Regions from separate parts of the Oryctolagus cuniculus genome. Here region 1 is linked to region 2. A link is a contact called in public Micro-C data. All regions are on one chromosome and are shown on one strand. Each heading gives the region's core, a stretch centred on a gene start, on an enhancer-like site or on the middle of the called end of the contact. The rest is flanking DNA. Distances are from core to core; before and after follow the strand shown. Region 1 overlaps LOC138850171 (a long non-coding RNA gene). Region 2 holds the start of FGF1 (fibroblast growth factor 1).

The links. A called contact is a pair of places that touch in the nucleus more often than the background predicts.
Region 1: a Micro-C map of ear pinna shows a contact between it and region 2, with 7 times the contacts expected there. The contact joins the enhancer-like site here to the promoter of FGF1 in region 2. A contact is called at or near these places in 2 of 6 Hi-C or Micro-C datasets (ear pinna and an unstated tissue).

The regions. Positions count from the first base shown.
Region 1 is chr6:30,144,687-30,147,386 of mOryCun1.1, forward strand. All of the region lies in intron 3 of LOC138850171 (a long non-coding RNA gene), which reads left to right. It also overlaps a transcript of FGF1 not described here. Among named protein-coding and RNA genes, the nearest start is that of FGF1, 39 kb to the left of the region's middle. Within about 2 kb of position 1,440, at least 1 of the 8 cell types and tissues checked has an H3K27ac peak or open chromatin away from gene starts, as enhancers often do.
Region 2 is chr6:30,106,084-30,108,783 of mOryCun1.1, forward strand. FGF1 (fibroblast growth factor 1) reads right to left here and starts at 1,355. Exons shown (of 3, transcript NM_001171488.1): 1 at 1,187-1,355. The coding sequence starts at 1,355. The region is part of intron 3 of LOC138850171 (a long non-coding RNA gene); the gene reads left to right.

The DNA of each region.
Region 1 (2,700 bases), core at 190-2,689, 39 kb after region 2:
GGCCCAGCTCTGGCCATTGCCATTTGGGGAGTGAACCAGCAGATGGAAGATCTCTCTGTCTGTCCTTCTCTGTGTAACTCTGCCTTTCAAATAAATCTAGGAAGGGAGAGAGAGAAAAGAAAGAAAACCAGCACAGTCATTCTACACGAAGTGGCAGAACCCCATGTGTCCTGAAAATATAGCACAAATATTGAGAGAGAACATCCTGGGGTTTCAGTGGTTACAGAAGAAGAAACTCAAAAGATCTGTTGATGTGGGAATTGGAGACTTGTCTGCGGGCTGGGCTGGCCTCGGGCGCGTGCAATGGAACCTGGAGCCAGGAGAGGGCGCACTGAGCCAAGTGTGCCTGCGGTGATGGCGCACTCAGCAGAGCTGTAGAATCATCTGTTTTTCCCATGCAGGTTTTTGTGCTCTCTGCAGGATGAGAGAGAATTTTCCCTGCTCTGTACCCAAGAACGAGCTTCTAAAAATATAATCAAGCTGATGACCTCGCAGATTAAAGAGGGCTTTGAAAGTTCAAGGAAAAGTGGAATTAAAAGAGAATGCTCATTTTCCATGAATTTTCTGAAGCCTCCTGGTATAATCATATTTTTAAAAAGTTTTTTTTAATGGACTTCAGCCTTTGGTCTCCCAAAAATCTGTGAACAAACTTCCCACCCCGTGATCCTTGTAACAGGTCTTGTTGTGCCCTGGGATTGCTAAACTCTTCAAATATTGACTTATACATATTATATCATACAAATAAAAGTGGAGGAGCTAGATGGTGAAGCTGGGGAGGGTAAACTGTTCTTTTATCTCTTTGAGTGTGGTTGATCCAGCTTTATTCGGTTAATAAGGGTTCCTTGTGCTCAGATACTGACGCCCTACAGCATCTTGTTGAGAAAGAAAACTGTGGATTCCTCGGGCCGGGGCGCTTGACAGCCTTGTGTTCTGTGGACAAAGCTTGCTGGGAAAAGGGTTGTCTTCCCTGCATTCTGGTTCTCAGAGTATGAAGGAAGAGCAGCCAAGCAGACTCCCAGCGGCCGTGGAAGAGAGAGCGAGCCGGCGGTGTGCAGGTGTGCCTGGAAGGCGGGGTGTATCCCAGCACTGATTGCTGCAGTCCTGGGTGGAGACACCGATGGAAACCTGGGGGAAAAAATGGGATGGTCTCTGGGGGAGTGGCTGGGGTGGGGGAGGGCCAATTCGCACTGGATCTGGTCACTGCAGGGCTTTGTCTAGTTAAAAGGGAAAGGAGATAACTCGTGGAAATGTTGCTGGAGAGAGCGCAGCGGCTGTTGGCTGGACCTCTGCTTCTAGTCCCAAGTTTCTGCGCAGGGCGCCTCCTCGCCGCCGGGGGCGCTCTTGCTCCAGCCTCGCTCAGCGGCTCTGCACGGCCCCGCCTCCAGCCCAGCCCAGCCGTGGAAGTGCTGCAGGCTCCTCCCACACCCGGGGTGCCGTGGCCTGTAGCTGCCCTTGGTCAGGCGTGCATTCTGTTCTTAACTGATTTGGCTTTTACTGGGAGGGGGCTCTTGCGTCCAGTTCCGCTGTCCAGCTGCCGTGTAACCACCAGAAGACCTGCCTGCAGCACTGCTCATCCGGGCTGGGTGCAGCCTGAGACCGGGTCTCTCTACTCTCAGTGGATCCCAAGCCCCAGCGAGCAGAGCAGCTCAACCGCAGGCTACACAGCCCTCACTCTGGTGTCAGCACGTGCCCTGGCCCTGGGGTGGGGTGGGGTGGGGGGAGGTCTCCTTTCTCATCTGCTTAGCGTCCTGCCCTGGCTCCTTTTCCTTCAGTCACCCTTTGAAGTGGCCCCAGGGCCTGTCCTCAGCCACCTCTCTTAAAGTACAAGGGGACTTCAAAAAGTTCATGGAATATGTGTGTGATGAAAAAATTATGCATAGATTGCAGAACTTTTTTGCATTAATATAAACTTATTTTTTAATGGCAATATTTTGGGGGGGTGCAAAGATTTATCTATTTGAAAGTCAGAGTTACAGAGAGAGGGGGATCTTCCTCTGATTCATTCCCTGGGTGGCCACAATGGCCAGCACTGGGCTAGGTGGAAAGCAGAAGTCAGAATTTTCATACAGGGTGCAGGGGCCCAAGCACTTGGGCTGTCTTCCTCTGCTTTTCCAGGTGCATTAGAAAGGAGCTGGATGGGTATCTAAATATTGACGGAGTCTGTGGACTCAAAAGGCTTCCTTAGCCTTGGCAGCTCATGACAAGAGCCTCGGGTGATTACTGACGTCATAAGAGTGTCACTTATTAAATCAACACAGGAGTCACTGTGCGCTTGCTCCCCATGTAGGACCTCTGTCCTTAATGTGTTGTACTATGAGAATTAACAGTAAAACTAGTCTTCAAACAGTACTTCATACTTTGTGTGTCTGTGTGGGTGCAAACTGTTGAAATCTTTACTTACTATAGAGTTGGTCTTCTGTATATAAAGATAATTAAAAATGAATCTTGATGAAGAATGGGATGGGAGAGGGAGTAGGAGGTGGGATGGGAGTGGGGGTGGGAGGGCGGGTATGGGGGGGAGAGCTGCTATTTTCCTAAAGCTGTGCCTATGAAATTTATATTTATTAAATAAAAGCTTTCAAAAAAAAAAAAAAAAAAAAAGGAGCTGGATGGAAAGAGAAGCAGCCAGGACTCAACACAGCGCCCATATGGGTGACGTGCTAGTGCCCCAGGCGGTGGCTTTACCCACTACACCACAAC
Region 2 (2,700 bases), core at 105-2,604:
TGTGTTTAGCAGGAACCTCTTTCCAGAACCTGTGTTTTGCTGAGTCTCAGGCATTCAGCAGGCCCGTTGGAAGATGGGACATTCAGACAAAGCCCCAAACCCAGACCCCTGTAGCTGCCAGCCCGGCCACAGCCTCTCCTGCACCTCACCGCGGTGCCAAGGAGGGGCTGGTGCTCCCTGGTGTCCATCACTGTTGCCTGTGCTTGTAGGGGTACAGTGGGCAGCGCTGGAGTGGTCTTTTGTGTTGAAAGCCTGCAGCCGTTGGTGCACGGTGCATGTATAATTAAGAGCCTCTGGTCTATACACCTTCCGCCTAAGGCAGCACTTAGCGTTCCACGTGAAGCCAGTCCCGCGGGAGCTGCCTGCTGCCTCTGCTCTGCCGGAGCCCACCCACACTTTCCTTCTCCTGATTTGCAGCGCGGTTGACTCTTGAGGTGCTGAGTCTCTAGGCAGCCAGCAGCTCTGGCTTTTGGCTTCTCTACAACATCCAGTGCCCCCGTGGTACCCAGGGACCAGACACCTGATTTTCGGCATCCGCACCCACCCCGGAAGTCCCCAGGTGCAAGGAAGAGAGCTGTGTCATTCAATGTCAAGAGGATACTTCCCTCCCAAGCCTGACCTTCCCTCACTGGTATCGCCTGGGAGCTGGCCGCCAGTGCAGCCTGGGCGAGGCGCTCTGCCTCCAGCTCCTGTTGCTGCTGCTGTCCTGTTTCCACGAGGTCTGGAGAATGACCTACCCCTCCCCCCTCCCGGGGACCACAGCTACATCTGCTGCATGGAGGCAGAGAAAGGGCTGCCTGGCTTACGACGTGCAAGGCTACATGTACGCTGGGTGCAATCCCAGCCTGGAGGGTTAGTGAACTGGACATCAAGCCCGTGGCTTGGTGTGGGATTTTACTGCCCCCTGCCTGTCAGGAAGCAGCTGGAGGGGGCAGCTACAGCAACCTGGGGAAACGCACAGCGGCTGGGCGCAGGCAGCCAGCTGCGTTAGGTCAGCAGAGTCCTTTTCCAAATTTGAAATTGGATGCCCTTAGGTGAGCGGTAGCTTCGCAAACCCAGCCTCGACACATTTATGTCACCGCCACCTCTGTGTGTGTCCTGCCCGAACAGGACCTAGAGGTCCTCCGGTCCCTGACCAAGGAAGACCCCAGCCAGGGGAGCAGGTGCAACCGAGCCGGGCACTTACTGTGCTGGTCGCTCCTGTCCCTTGTGCCGTCCACAGTGCCGTCCGGCAGGATCCTCAGGAAGTGGCCCCCGTTGCTGCAGTAGAGGAGTTTGGGCAACTTGTAGTTCCCTGCAGGCAGGTTGAACTTCTCGGTCAGGGCTGTGAAGGTGGTGACCTCCCCCTCAGCCATGGCGGCGGGGTGCTCGGCACTGTAAGAAAGGAGAAGATCTGTGCGCTGATCCTCCAGCACAGGCACGCGGTGCGCGGGCAGGGCGGGCAGCGGCTGCTGGGCTGGGGGTGAGCAGACTGCCCAGGTGTTGCCAGGGAGGTGGCAGCCGGCGGCGGGGCTATGATGGGCCCTGGCGAGGGAGGGGTTTTCAGGGGCGCTTCTCTCTTCCCAATTGGATGCCGCTTTGGACCCAGCTGTGCGTTTTTTAGAACTTCAAATTTAATCATTTGGCTGAAAGGGGGGGAAAAATCATGTTTTGGTCCCTCCTTCTGGTCCACACACATCCTCAAATTAAACACTGCAGTTGCACTAAAATAACACCCCAGGTCTGGCTGAAACCCACAAGAGCGGAGGGGCCGGACCGAGGCTCTGCCATCCACCCTCACACTGCCGGGGCTGGGTGTGCACGGCCCGGGTGCAGCGGGCAGCGCGGGCGGCCTGGCCACCTGGGGGCCTGTGAGCAAAGGCAGAGGAGGCCCCACAGGGACACGAGAGGGCCGGCAAAATGTTTGTACGCAAAGGAAACTCTCTGGGTTTGCTGGAAGGAAGAGGGCGTGAGGGTGGATTCAGTGGGACTTTTAAAGGACGGACGCTGTGCCAAGGGAATGCTCTGAGGGCCTGCAGGCTGAGCCTGGTGGCTGCGTGCTCCTCAGCTTTCCCACGTCCTCCTGCAGGTCTGTCCCTGCACACGGGCCTTCGTCATCGCAATTACTTACCCGTAGTAGACATACTTCAAACATAGAAACCACCGAATTCCCTATTATAAGCCTCTAACCTTGTATGCACCCACTATATACAAATTTACAGTATTTATATAAAATGTATCAGTTACATCCCTGCGGATTAAAAAACAAAGCTAATGAGTGACAGAATTTGAAAGCATATCCTTGCCCGCTAGTGGTTACAAAGAATGTCAAACAGAGAGACCAAAGAGAGACCGGGAGAGCGACGTGGCAGCGTCACCTTGGAAATGCAGGTGCTGATTGTGCGTAATTCCCTAGCGGTCTTGTGACTGCAGCCGTGTCATCAGGCAACGTATTCTGGGCACCAAGTCAACTCACGCTCACTTCCCCGTAACACTATGAGGCGGGCACTAATGCTCATTTCTCAGGAAAGGAAAACACAGCTCAGGCATGCCGAGTGGCTTGTTCCAGGTCAGCAGCTGGAAGGTGGCGGAACTGAGCCTCAGCGGGGCTCTGTGAACACAAGGCCCCCACTTGCCGTTCATCACGTGGAAGAGTTAAGTGCCTTCACATGCCCTGCAATGTTTTTACCAGGAGTGGGGTTTTGACCCATTGCTTGGCAC